Linked DNA regions of Mus musculus: region 1 is linked to region 2. The links are chromatin contacts, called in public HiChIP or PLAC-seq maps. All regions are on one chromosome and are shown on one strand. Each heading gives the region's core, a stretch centred on a gene start, on an enhancer-like site or on the middle of the called end of the contact. The rest is flanking DNA. Distances are from core to core; before and after follow the strand shown. Region 1 has its middle 11 kb from the start of Gcgr. Region 2 holds the start of Aspscr1 (alveolar soft part sarcoma chromosome region, candidate 1 (human)).

The links. HiChIP or PLAC-seq counts read pairs in DNA pulled down with a chosen protein or histone mark.
Region 1: a contact with region 2 is called in a FOXA1 HiChIP or PLAC-seq map of pancreatic cancer cells. The contact joins the enhancer-like site here to the promoter of Aspscr1 in region 2. A contact is called at or near these places in 4 of 39 promoter capture datasets (cranial neural crest, liver and maxillary cranial neural crest), 1 of 15 datasets of contacts at CTCF or cohesin (large pre-B cells), 13 of 484 Hi-C or Micro-C datasets (CD4 T cells, the G1E-ER4 cell line, Kupffer cells and 9 more), 10 of 115 datasets of contacts at active chromatin or transcription factors (the SCID.adh cell line, double positive thymocytes, embryonic stem cells and 6 more) and 4 of 9 other capture datasets (adipose tissue, embryonic stem cells, liver and 1 more).

The regions. Positions count from the first base shown.
Region 1 is chr11:120,516,999-120,522,732 of GRCm38.p6, reverse strand. No RefSeq gene overlaps it. Among named protein-coding and RNA genes, the nearest start is that of Gcgr, 11 kb to the left of the region's middle. Within about 2 kb of position 2,807, at least 111 of the 459 cell types and tissues checked have an H3K27ac peak or open chromatin away from gene starts, as enhancers often do. A contact at or near this core is called in Kupffer cells, the SCID.adh cell line, adipose tissue and 6 more, where this site is marked.
Region 2 is chr11:120,671,653-120,677,977 of GRCm38.p6, reverse strand. It overlaps Aspscr1 (alveolar soft part sarcoma chromosome region, candidate 1 (human)), which reads right to left and starts at 5,005. Exons shown (of 16, transcript NM_026877.2): 1 at 4,808-5,005; 2 at 3,883-3,938; 3 at 353-467. The coding sequence starts at 4,909.

The DNA.
Region 1 (5,734 bases), core at 1,558-4,057, 150 kb after region 2:
TTGTTTTTGTTTTGTTTTGTTTGGAGTTTTTTTTTTGTTTGTTTGTTTTGTTTTTTTGTTTTTACAAGACAGGGTTTCTCTGTGTAGCCCTGGCTTTCCTAGAACTCACTCTGTAGACCAGGCTAGCCTCCTTGAACTCAGAAATTCACCTGCCTCTGCCTCCCCAGTGCTGGGATTACAGGCGTGCACCACCATGCCCGGCTTTCCTGCTTTATTCGTGACCTCGGAGGAAAGATGTCCAGTTTTGACCGTGAGGTGCACTGGGGTCAGAGTTCTCACCGGCTCCTTCTGGGGTTTAGCTGTTTTGGTTTGGTTTGGTTTGGTTTGGTTTTTTGAGGTAAGGTCTTACTATGTAGCCCTGGCTGTCCTGAAACCCACTATACAGATCAGGCTGGCCTTGAATTCAGTAAGATCCACCTGCCTGTGCCTCCTCAGTGCTGGGATTAAATGAATGAATCACTATGCCCAGCTGGTTTTGTTTGCTTTTTCAAATGTTATTAGATTATTATTATTACTATTACTGTGAATGTGTGGCCACAATGCCATGGCATGCATGCTGGGACAGCTTTGTGAAGTTGGTTCTTTCGTTCCATCTTTATATGGGTTCTGGGTTGGTCTCAGGGCCTCAGGCTTAGTGGCAGGCACTTTGAGTCTCTGAGCCCTCTCTCCCATCCACCTATCTCTCTGAGAGTGTTTCCAGCCAGCCATAACCAGTTTTCTGGGGGTCTTTCTTTTTCTTTTTTCACTTCTTTCTTTCTTCCTTCCTTCCTTTCTTTCTTTCTTTCTTTTCTTCTTTTTTCTTTTCTTTTTTTTTTTTTTTTTCTCTTTTGTTGTACAGATGTTGCTTTTTTCTAGACAGGGTTTCTCTGTGTAGCCCTGACTGTCCTGGAACTCACTCTGTAGACCAGGCTGGCCTCAAACACAGAGATCTTCCTACCTCTGCCTCCTGAGTTCTGGAATTAAAGATGTGTGCCACCATTGCCTGATTTAGTTTTTTAAATATGAGAGAGTGTGTCTGTGTTTGTGTGAGTACGTGCAGATGTGCTGGTGCCCTCTGAGGCCAGAAGAGGGCGTCAGATCCCCTGCAGCTGGTGGTTGTGAGCCATCTGATGCTGGTCTTGAGAACTGAACCTGGATCTTCTACAAGAACAGCAAGGTTGTGCCAAAACTCCTTTTTTCTCAACACTGGGTAGTCTTACTGGGTGGTGGAAGCCTGCTTGTCCTACCACAGGCCTGGAGGGAGGTCTCTTGCCCCACAGCAGGTTGAATCCAGGCCTCTGACAACCTCCCTGGCCCCTCCAGTAGGCCTCTTCTCTGGCCAGAGCCAGCCCTATTAGCCAGAGACAGATTTAGAGTCTCCTTGGGGAAAATGTCCTCCCAGATGGCCCTTCAGCTGGGCAGAAACCCAGGCCCTGCTGGCCAACTGGCACCTGGGCTTCATCTGAAGAGAACGGGAGAGAGAGCTGGCACAACAGATGCCTCCCAGGCCTGCTCTTCCTCGTAGAGAAGGCACAGAGCTCCCTGACGCCTGGAGCCTGCAGCTTATCGTTCCTGGAAAGGCATGTCTGTGTGTGCACGCCTATGTCTGCTTGTGGTATTTGTATGTCCTCTGTGTCTGGGTGTGTTTGGGTGTGACTGTATGTCTTGGAACTGTTGAGTGACAGAGTGTGGTGGGCTGACCTGTGAGCCTCTTGACATGAGGGGCTGCTGTTCTCTAGAGGCCTGGGTGTGGGCAATGGGGCTAGAGGGGCTAAGTGTGGTTCAGGTAACTGGCCTGTGAAAGGCAGCAAGACTTTTTTATCCACATTCTGAAGCTAAACCGATACCCACTGCCTATCTCATGCTCAGCCATGCCGAACCCAGCTCTGAGGACATGCCTGAGCCTAAACATCCAGGAAGACCAAGAGAGAGGACCCAAAGCTTGTTGACTGCCTGGCAGAGTCTCCCCTCCCCCATGTAGGCAGCGCCTGGGACTCCTAGACTATCCCAGACACTGTCACTTCCTGAGATCGACCCAGCCTACGAGTCCCCGGGAGCAACTCCACCATCTCAGGTGCCCTGGGCCCAGGCACGAGGGACTCCCTTATTCTTAGCCCTGAAGTCCTCTCCGAGCTGGGCAGGTCAGGCTCGTCCTATGAGAGGTCAGTGGGAACGAAGAGAGCTCAGACAACTGACTCTTGCCTCAGAGCCCTCAGCTAAAGTGGGTGGGTAGTGGGGTCTGTCCTTCCTGTGCTGGACTGTCACAGCAGGAGGCAAGAGTCCCCACCTACGGGTCCCTAAAGGCCTAGAGGTGGTGGCGATCTGTCCAAAGCAGTCACAGGAAGTTCTGTTACAACTCTCAGAAAGTGGGGCGATACCAAGGAGTTGAAGCCCTCCATAGGCTCTCCCCGGAACCGATGTAAATTCACTGACAGTGACCTGCCCTGTGGGTGCTGGGATCTTTTTGGAGGCCACTAGGAGAGCAGTGAGTGCTCTCAAAGACAGAGTGTCTCTCCAGCCTCTAGACATCTCTGAATCCAATTAGGGTGATCATGAAAATGAACCATTGCTCTGTGCTAACTGCAACCCTAAAGGATTCTGTTGCTGTTCTTCAGAGCCCTTCCAGACCCCAACACTCGCTGCTGATGGGGTTGGGACAGCCACACAGCGACAGAGAATAAAGAACAGGGATATAAGTGATTTGTGGACACACATTCACAGCAGCCCGGCTCACAAGCGCTGGCAGTCCATGAAGCCCCAGTGTCCGTGGCTGGCGGGTGGTAAGCCCAGGAGTGTATGACATCATGAAGCATAATTGGCCTGAAGGGAGGGAGCCTGGAGCGGGCAGTCACAGACAGGAAGTAGAAGGGAGGTGGCCGGAGCCCACAGCGAGGTAGTGATGTTTCATGGGGACTGAGTTTCATTTGGTGAGAATTACTCAACAATGTGAATATGTTTAGGGCTGCACAACTGGAGATTTTGTCAGGGGTTTGTTTGCTTGAGGCAGGGTCTAAGTCAGGCAAAGACTTGATCCATCTACCCCAGACTTAATGACTGAGCCATCTCTCTAGCTTCTGGCTGATACTTTTTGTTTTGTTGAAACAAGGTCTCACTTTATAGACTAAGGTACCTTTAAAATTACAGCAATCCTCCTGCCGCAGCCTCTCAAGTGCTGGGATAACAGCTGTGAGCCATAATCCCACCTAGAAGTATAGGGTTTTGTTTTGTTTTGTTCTGTTTTGTTTTGTGACAGTAGCCCTGGCTATTCTGGAACTCAGTTTATAGAACAGACCAACCTTGAATTTACAGAGACTGGATTGCCTCTGCCTCCTGAGTGCTGGGATATGTCACCATGACTGGCTAGTTATTTTTTTGTAAGATATTTAAAACATAATATTTAGCCAGGTGTTAACGGCACACACCTTTAATCCCAGAACTTGGGAGGCAGAGGCAGGCAGATCTCTGAAATTAAGGCCAGTCTGCTCTACATAGTGAGTTCCAGGACAGCCAGGGCTATCCTGTCTTAGAAAATATAAGTGTGTGTGTGTGTGTATTATAATAGTTATATTAATTCTTTTCAGAATTTCATATAATCTATTTTGATTGTATTAATGTCCACTCCTTCCTCTATCTCCTCCCAGATCCACCCCCCTGGAAAACAATTTTTAATTACATGTGTTTATTTTTGTGTGTGGGTGTGAATGTGTGTCTTGTAGGAGTCAGTTCCCACCACGTGGGCACCTTTACACCTGCAATCTTATCGTGCTGACTCAATTAAAGTGTTTTTTTTTCCTGTATTTTGACACACAGTTAAGCAGTGTGTCTTAATGATAGTGACACTTCCTATCTTCCCTCCCCTCCCCAACACATCCCCCTCCTCCTTCATCCCTTCACTGAATCCAATCAGAGCTACATATGTGCACATAGGTACTCAGCCCTCCAGTGAAGCATGGGCAACCTGCCAACAGCCACACCCCAAGAATATCAACTCTCTTCACCCGTAGCCATAATAGAGCCCCAGTGAAGGGTGGGGCCTCTCTGATTTGTGAAGACCTTGTGCAGGCAGCCACAGCTGTCGTCGTGACCTCATAAGTGCAGCTTCTGTGCCTTGTTCAGAAGATGGCTGTTCACGGTGCTCCTCTGTCTCCGTCTTACATTCCTTTTGCCTTCTCTTCTGTCCGCTGAGCCTTGGAGGATGAAGGTTGGAGCTGTAGATGTTAGTTTTTGTGGGTGTGTGTGTAAAGCATAGAATGTGCACTTCCATGGTAACACACTCACCTGGCCTACACAGGGAACTGTGACACTGGCCATAGAAATGTATAGAAACACATCGCTAAACAGTATGAGGCTTCAGAAAAGTCTTGTTCAGAGCCGGGGCTCCCTACCTCAGGAGGAGTTCCAAGTTCCAAGTTGCACAAGAGTAGGCCAGTTGTAGTCACACACACTTCTGCTGACTCAATTAGGCTGGGAACTCCCAGGGACTATAAGGCAGGAGGGGGAAGTGGGTGGACCTAAGGAAGCCTAGCTGTGGGGGCCGAATGTGCAAACACAAGCTGTCCAACTGTCTCGCCAGCGATGGGGGTGGATCCAGGGAAATGTTCCCAGGAGGTTCCTCAGGCTCTGCTTCAGGCCTTGGAGGTGTTGGGAAGATCCTCAGGCGGGCTGCAGGCTGGAGACAGTGAGGCAGACAATGTTCTTCTGTATCACAGGATCTGTGATCAGACTGTGAAGAAAAAAAAAACCTTGTTGTGATGTAGCTCCCTGAGCCAGCAGGTTTTCACCCTGGTGTCTGGCTCCTGAGTCTTCTTTGGTAAAATTGAATGACTAGAGTTTTGGGGGGTTTTTTGTTTTTTGTTTTTTTAAAAACAACACTTCTTGGGACTGGCGAGATGGCTCAGTGGATAAGAGCATTGACTGCTCTCCTGAAGGTCCTGAGTTCAAATCCCAGCAACCACATGGTGGCTCACAACCACCCATAATGAGAGATCTGATGCCCTTTTCTGGTGCGTCTGAAGACAGCTACAGTGTACTTATTTATAATAATTAAAATATTTATAATATTGTATTACAATATGTATAATAATAAGATTATTATTATTATAATAAATCTTTGGGGCGGAGCAAGTGGGGCTGACCGCATCGAGTGAGGTTGACAGGAGCGAGCAGAGGTCCTAAATTCAATACCCAACAACCACATGAAGGCTCACAACCATCTGGACAGCTACAGTGTACTTATATACATAAAATAAATAAATAAATCTTTAAAAGGAAATCCCAACACTTGGGTGCTGTTGCTAGGACATCTCTGCCCTGGTCATCCCAAGGAAGGAATGTGGGCCACGGGAGACTGTGAGTAGGTATTCAGCCCCCTGGAAACACATAATAGGTCCGAATGGTGACCTGCACTGAAGAGACTCCGAGCTTTAACAGGAGGAGAGACAGGGCCTGCCATCCTGCTAATCCTGCCAGGAGTCTGAGTTGGTCCTTTGGGTGGGGGCTCTGAGCTTCACAGTGACCACGAGTGCAGGTGTGCCCTGAGACCTGGTCATGCACTGCAGCTGATACCAGCCATGGATGGCAGTGCATGCACATGATAGATGTTCTTAGTCCACTCAGAGTGAGTTCCAGGACAGCCAGGGCTACACAGAGAAACCCTGTCTTGAAAAACCAAAAAAAAAAAAAAAAAAAAAAAAAAAAGAGAGAGAGAGAGAAATAAATAAATAAATAAATAGGTGTGTGGGATCCACAGACCCTT
Region 2 (6,325 bases), core at 3,756-6,255:
TCTCGGACCAGAAACATCTAGCCGGTAGGGAAATGCTACCAATAACCCCCACCAAACCCAAACCACAAATAACACAATTTAAAAAAAAAACAAAAAACAAAAAACCTGCACAATGGAAAAAAGTTTTCACTCCCAGTCCTGAATTACTCCAGTAGGAAATACAGCTCTAGCTTGATTGCTTGAGGAAGGCAGAGGATCCCAGGACTAGCTTCAACCTCTCCAGCCCTTCTCAGGCCCATGGGCAAAGCTTTGACACATCTCCCAGTCAGCCCACGGAAGTCCCATCCAATGCTCCACAGACCCAGCAGAGAGAGAGAAGTGGAGCCACTGTGCTTCCCCATTGGACACCTACTATGTTCTCAGGCCCCTCGCGGCTACGGGACACAGGCACCATCTCCAGCTTGGCATTGTTAGGCAGGTTGGCAAATCTCCACTGGAGAGAGAGGTCTAGCACCGTCCTCTGAAACCTGCAGAACAAACACAGCCATAACTGTCCTAAAGACACAGCCCCACGCCTGCTGTTCCCCTGGCTACAAGAGCAGAAAGTCAGGACCTGAAGAAACAAGAGGCAAAGTCCTGGACTAACAGGAGCTTTAGATAGGCACAGGGCTGGCAGGGATGAGGACAGGAAGAGAACAGGATGAGCTATGTGAAAAGGCAGGGGTGGACCCTGCACATACTGTAGCAGATACTGGCCAGCCCACTGACCCTCAGAAAGTTGTAGCGTGGTTGGTGGGGTGCTTGCCTAACATGCATAAGGCCTGGGTTCAATCACTAGTATTGCACAACCCTGGCATGGTGGCCCATGCCTGTCTTCCCAGTTCTCAGGCTCAGGATGAAGACACACAAGTATCAGGAGTTCAAGGTCATCTTGATTACATAGAGATCGGGCCAGCTTGGGTGTAGTAAAACCTTGCTTCATGAGAAGCCATACATAGTGGTGCAAGGGAAGAACTGCAGCAAGTTGTCCTCTGACCTGGATCTCCACAAGCATGCTGGGCACACACGTACCAAACATAACTTACGTATAAAATGTAAAGAAAAAAAGGGAAAGTTGTCTCAAGCAAGAGCAAGGTGAGTGTAACAGGCTACCCTCTGTCACTACAACTGCCAAAGCTGCTTGGCCTTAGGCAATATACACCAGCCCAAGAAACCCCATCCCTACAACTGCTGCTCGCTGCTATCCAAAGGAAAGTGGAGCAAGTATAGAAGGCAGATCCTACAAAACCACTTCTAGGACAGCCCAGCCCAATGTCCTTAGAGACATTCAGAGTGAGTCCAGACCAGTCAGTCACATTAGCCGTCACCTCTCTGCTTAAGTCCTGAGGGGTTTATGTGCAGGAAGGCCTAAAGAGAGCTCAGTGCCTCCAACCACTAAAGAGAGATCAACGTAGCCCCTCCTCCCCACACCTGGAGGACAAGGCAAGCCTGAAAGCCCCTTGGCATCCTGAACAGTGAGGCTCCAAGGCTTGCAGGGGGTTTTAAACATCTGGTTTCTCAGAAACACTAAAGAAGCAAGAGATCTGGAGGTCAGTGAAGGCTCAAGCACATACAGGAAACAGCCTCCAAGATGTCTGCCCGTCAAGACAACTCAGCCCAGACTAGAGAGCTCAATGACACTTTAGGCCACACAAGGGCAGCCTTGGACCTTGATGCGTGGCTCCTGGCATCCCCTGATGGGCCAACAGGAAACCAATACCTGCCCCTTGGAAGAGAAGGGAAAGAGGCTCCCTCAGTGCCATCATCATCGAGGAGGGGGGGGGGAAATCACCCAGGGAAGGGCCAGTCTCTACCCAACAGCCTCCTCATCCTTGACCCCCTTAGGTCCCAAGACACTTTGGGAATGAGAACTATAGGGGCTACAGTTCACATGCCCAAGAAAAGCTCCACCCACAGCTCTGACAACACAAAACTTACTAGACATGCATGGGGGAGGACAACAGGAAACGACAGAACTAGACAGATAAATCTGTGATTTTTTTTTTTTTTTTTTTTGGTTTTTCGAGACAGGGTTTCTCTGTATAGCCCTGGCTGTCCTGGAACTCACTCTGTAGACCAGGCTGGCCTCGAACTCAGAAATCCGCCTGCCTCTGCCTCCCAAGTGCTGGGATTAAAGGCGTGCGTCACCACTGCCCGGCTGTGAATTTTTAATATATGGTCCATGGTCAACCACTTTGAATATACAAAGTGACTAGCCCAACATTATAAATGCAAGACACTGTTGGAAATAAGAGTTTTCTGGACAGGACCTGTTAATAAAGCCCAAGGGTGTTTAGAAGAGCTGACAATGAGCTAGGTACAGTGGCACACCCTTAATCTCAATACTTAGGAGGCATTGGCAGGAGGATCTCTGTGAGCTCAAAGTCAGCCTGGTCTAAACAATGCTTCCAGGCCAACCAGGCCTACATAGGTTCTCACAAAAGAAAAAGGAAAGAGGAAAATGGGGAGGAGAGGTGAGGAAGAGAGAGAGAGGGAGAAACTGAGAACAAGACCACCTCATCAGCTAGTTCTCATCGGCTGACAGGGATCAGCCATGGTTGATCCGAACCCTCAACATAGGTTCAAAACCAGCAAACTGCCATAGAAAATGCTAGTGGGAACCAGGACATCAGGCCTAAGAGCTGAGAACACTGGGTGGAGAGAAGAGGCCACTCTGTTTACAGCCAGGCACCAGCCAGGGCAATGGGAGCAGTTCTTAAACAAATTACAGTCAGTGGATGGAAAGGGAGACAAGGGCAGAGCTAATGTAGTGTTGTAGAGGAACTGGCTCAAATTATAGTCATTGCTCCAACCAGACACCATTACGTGGACCATGGGCAGGTTAACAGAACAGAGCTGGCACAAAGCTTTGTGGCAGGATATTGTTAGATGGCTTGGCCACTCAAGAGCACATGTTCTGGGATTCTTAGAAGACCAGAACGGGAGCCGGAGACTGGAATGGCCTGATATAGGTATCTTTTCCAAGAAACTTCTTCCTAGAAAGCCCACACGACAGCATGGGAAAGGCCAAGAGAGTGGGCTTCTTGTGTTAGGACAATGTTGTGAAAACATGTCTCCAAGAATAAAAGCTCTACTTAAGACAGAAACCTGCATCCCTCCTATGGCCTCAGACCCGAGGACCTGGTGGAGGACTGCTCTCTTTGTACTAACACCCTGACCCAGAGACCCAGACATGGGAGGACTACAGCAGCTGGGAGGCGAACAATCCCTTTACAGCTTTCTAGCCATTCCTTTGTCCTACCAGGAATTTACACAGACAGCCAAAACCCTGCATTTGTGGGTTTAGACAGTGCTCCCCAAAAGATACATCACTGTTCTTGCCCCTAAAACCTGTGAAAATGACCTTATTTGTCACAAGTATTTATGAATGTAGGTTAAGAGAGTAAATTAAATAAGGTCACCCTGGACTAACCAGAGGACCCTAAACCCAGTGACTTGTGTCTTCGGGCCGTTTGAAGATCAAGGCAGAAGTTGTACTGATGCAGTCACAAGCCAAGAAATACCAGGACAGCCAGAAGCTGAAAGAGATGAGTCCTCTTCCCTAGAATATTCTAGAGTATAGCCACAGGGGTGGGGGTGGGGTCTTTGATCCCAGCATTGTGGAGGCAGAGGCAGAAGGCTCTCTGTGAGTTTGAGACCAGCCTGGTCTACAAAGTGAAGTCCAGGACAGTCAGGGCTACACAGAGAATCTGGGGGCGGTTGGGGGGGGGGGGTGGCACAACCATACTCTGGGCACTTTGGACTTTGCCTTCAGAACTGGGCAAGGATAAACTTCTGTTGTATTAAAGTACCTATGGGGGCGCTTCTAAGGCAGAGATAGTATGTGTTGAGAAAAGGACCAGGTAGACTGAGAAGCCCACAGCTGAGTCCAAGCAAACTCACTTCAGGTCGTATTCACTGGGGTTGAAGTCTTGCCGCCGGCATGTGTCTTCTAGTACCTGTGGGACAAATGATCGGTAAAACCTACCTCAACTGATAGTAGGCGCACTGGCCAGCCCACCAAACATCTCACTCACCAGCTCCAAGCAAACTACATGCAAATCCTGTCTACTCTCTCCCCTCCTACTGGGGACCCATTATTGACTTAATCCTCCAACTATGGCCTAGCCTGTCCACCCCTGGTCCCATGTTCTAGGCTCTGCGAGGCCTCTAGCCACAAATAATAATCTGCCTTACTGAACTTTGTGTCCACGGCCACTCTGTGGCCCGGCAGTCTTTGTGCAACTGCTGCATGACCAGAACCCTCCTCTACATGAGCGCAGCTCCAAATGGAGGTCACTCTGTATGGCCCTGCCACAGATATGAATCGTGTACGCCTTTGTAACCTAACAACAGAGGTTTAATAAGCAGGTGTAATTCATACGAGGTCACAAACAGCAACAATCAAAAGCCGTGAGTGACTTAGCAAAATTCACTTCCGGGAACACAGGCCCTAGGGTCCGGAGGGACGCCCCTGAGCTGAGCAGGAAGGAACGCCACTCTTCCCGGTGACCGAGAAGGCTGGATTCGGACAAGCGCCGAAGATTCTGGGGCTCGCAAGGCTCGACCCTGTTAGTGGGGTCCACCCCACCGTGCTCAGCAAACGCGCCTCCAAGTATCCCGCCCCGCCCCCGGGACCCAGATCTAGAGGATGGGGCGGACAGCCGCGCGAAAGGCGCTCATTGGCTGCCTCAGGCCCCGCCCACCGGGACCCGGTCCCGCCCTACCGCCCTAGGAGCAACCGCAGGGGCGGGCCCTGATGCGGCGACCCCGGGCGGCCCGCGGGTCCACCCATCCGCCCGTTCCCCACCCGGGCCGGCGGCCGCACCTGCAGCAGCACGGTGCTCGGCGTCACCTTCACCGTGTGGCGCCGCCCGTTTGGGGCCAGCACCGACACCGCGGAGCCCCCGCCGCCCGCCGGGGCCGCCATCTTCCGCTCACGTGACCGCAGCCGGCTCGCCTCAAACAACTTTATCCGCAACAGCCCGGACGCACAGCCACGCGGTCTCGGGGGCGGGGCCAACTCGCTTCCGGGCCCGCCCCCGGCGCTCTGGCTCTGCTTTGCTATTAGGCAGCCTGATGGCGTCCCGACGGCGCGGACCAAAGGCACCTCCCTGGAAGGAGCACAGTTCTGTCAGGGACATTGTTTCTTCATCCGGAGGCACGTGTTCCTGGGAACCTCCAAGCTCTGGGGGCTGCCTGCAAGAAAGCTATGCTGCCTGGGGCCAGCCTGGGGCCCACAGCTACCTGTCTGTCACCAAGTACTGGGTATGCGCACACCAGAGTTAGCCTTTGTACCTACTCCGTTAAGTACTGATCCTGCCTCCCTTCTCAAGTGTTCCTGTGATCATCATCGTCACATGGCGACAACCTTTTAGAAAAATATTTTATTGAGACTGATGTGGTAATGCAAGCCTTTAATCCCAGTATGTTGGAGGCAAAAACAGATCCCTGAGTTCAAGACCAGCCTGGTCTACAGAGCAACAGTCTTCCAGGACAACCACGGCTACCCAGAGAAACCCTGTCTTGAAAAAATAACAACAACAATAATAATAAAGTTATATTTTATGTGTTTTTTTTTTATTGTGTGTCTGTGGAAGAGCAGGTACAGGCATGCTATGGTACCTGTGTGCATTGTCAGCGAACTTGCCTGTTCCCTCCTTCCACCTTGTGGGACTGAGGGATTCATTTGAGGTTACCAGGCTTGGTGGCACTTTTACTTGCTGAGCCATCTTGTTGACTTCAGGCCCTCTCTTAGCTTGTCACCATGACTTCAAGGAGAATGCTTTGCCTATGGTCCTTGGGATTGTTGTAAAAATCTCCAAATCTGACTGGAGAAGCTGGTATACAGCATCTGTGTCACACGTGTGTATTGACAAACATGGGGAAAAGAATGGGAAGAGTTTGCGTGTTCTATGCAACCTTAGACCCTCACTGTGCTGCCCACCTTCCCGGGTCCCCTTTGGTTTTCTTCCTTTCTTTTTTACACACTAGCATTTAAAACAAAACCTCACAAACCCTCAAGTCTGTTTTCTTTCAACTGTCCCACTGTTAGAATCCTCTGGCAGAACATTTAGAGAGGTGCAGTGAGAAAAATGGACAGCCATCAAGAGATACAGATTGTTCTGAAAGTGAGCATGTGAAATTTGACCATGGTCAGGCTCAAGTTAAAGTCGGAATCCTCCATAATCAAGGTCCCTCTTTCCTTGGGTAGTAAATTAGTCAGCTATAGGCTAATTCTTTAAGACTACAATGCCATGTTTTTTTTTTTTTCTTCCCACATTTATTATGCAACAGTTTTAACACCAATTGATGAATGAGTTTTTTTTATTTATTTCCTTGACAG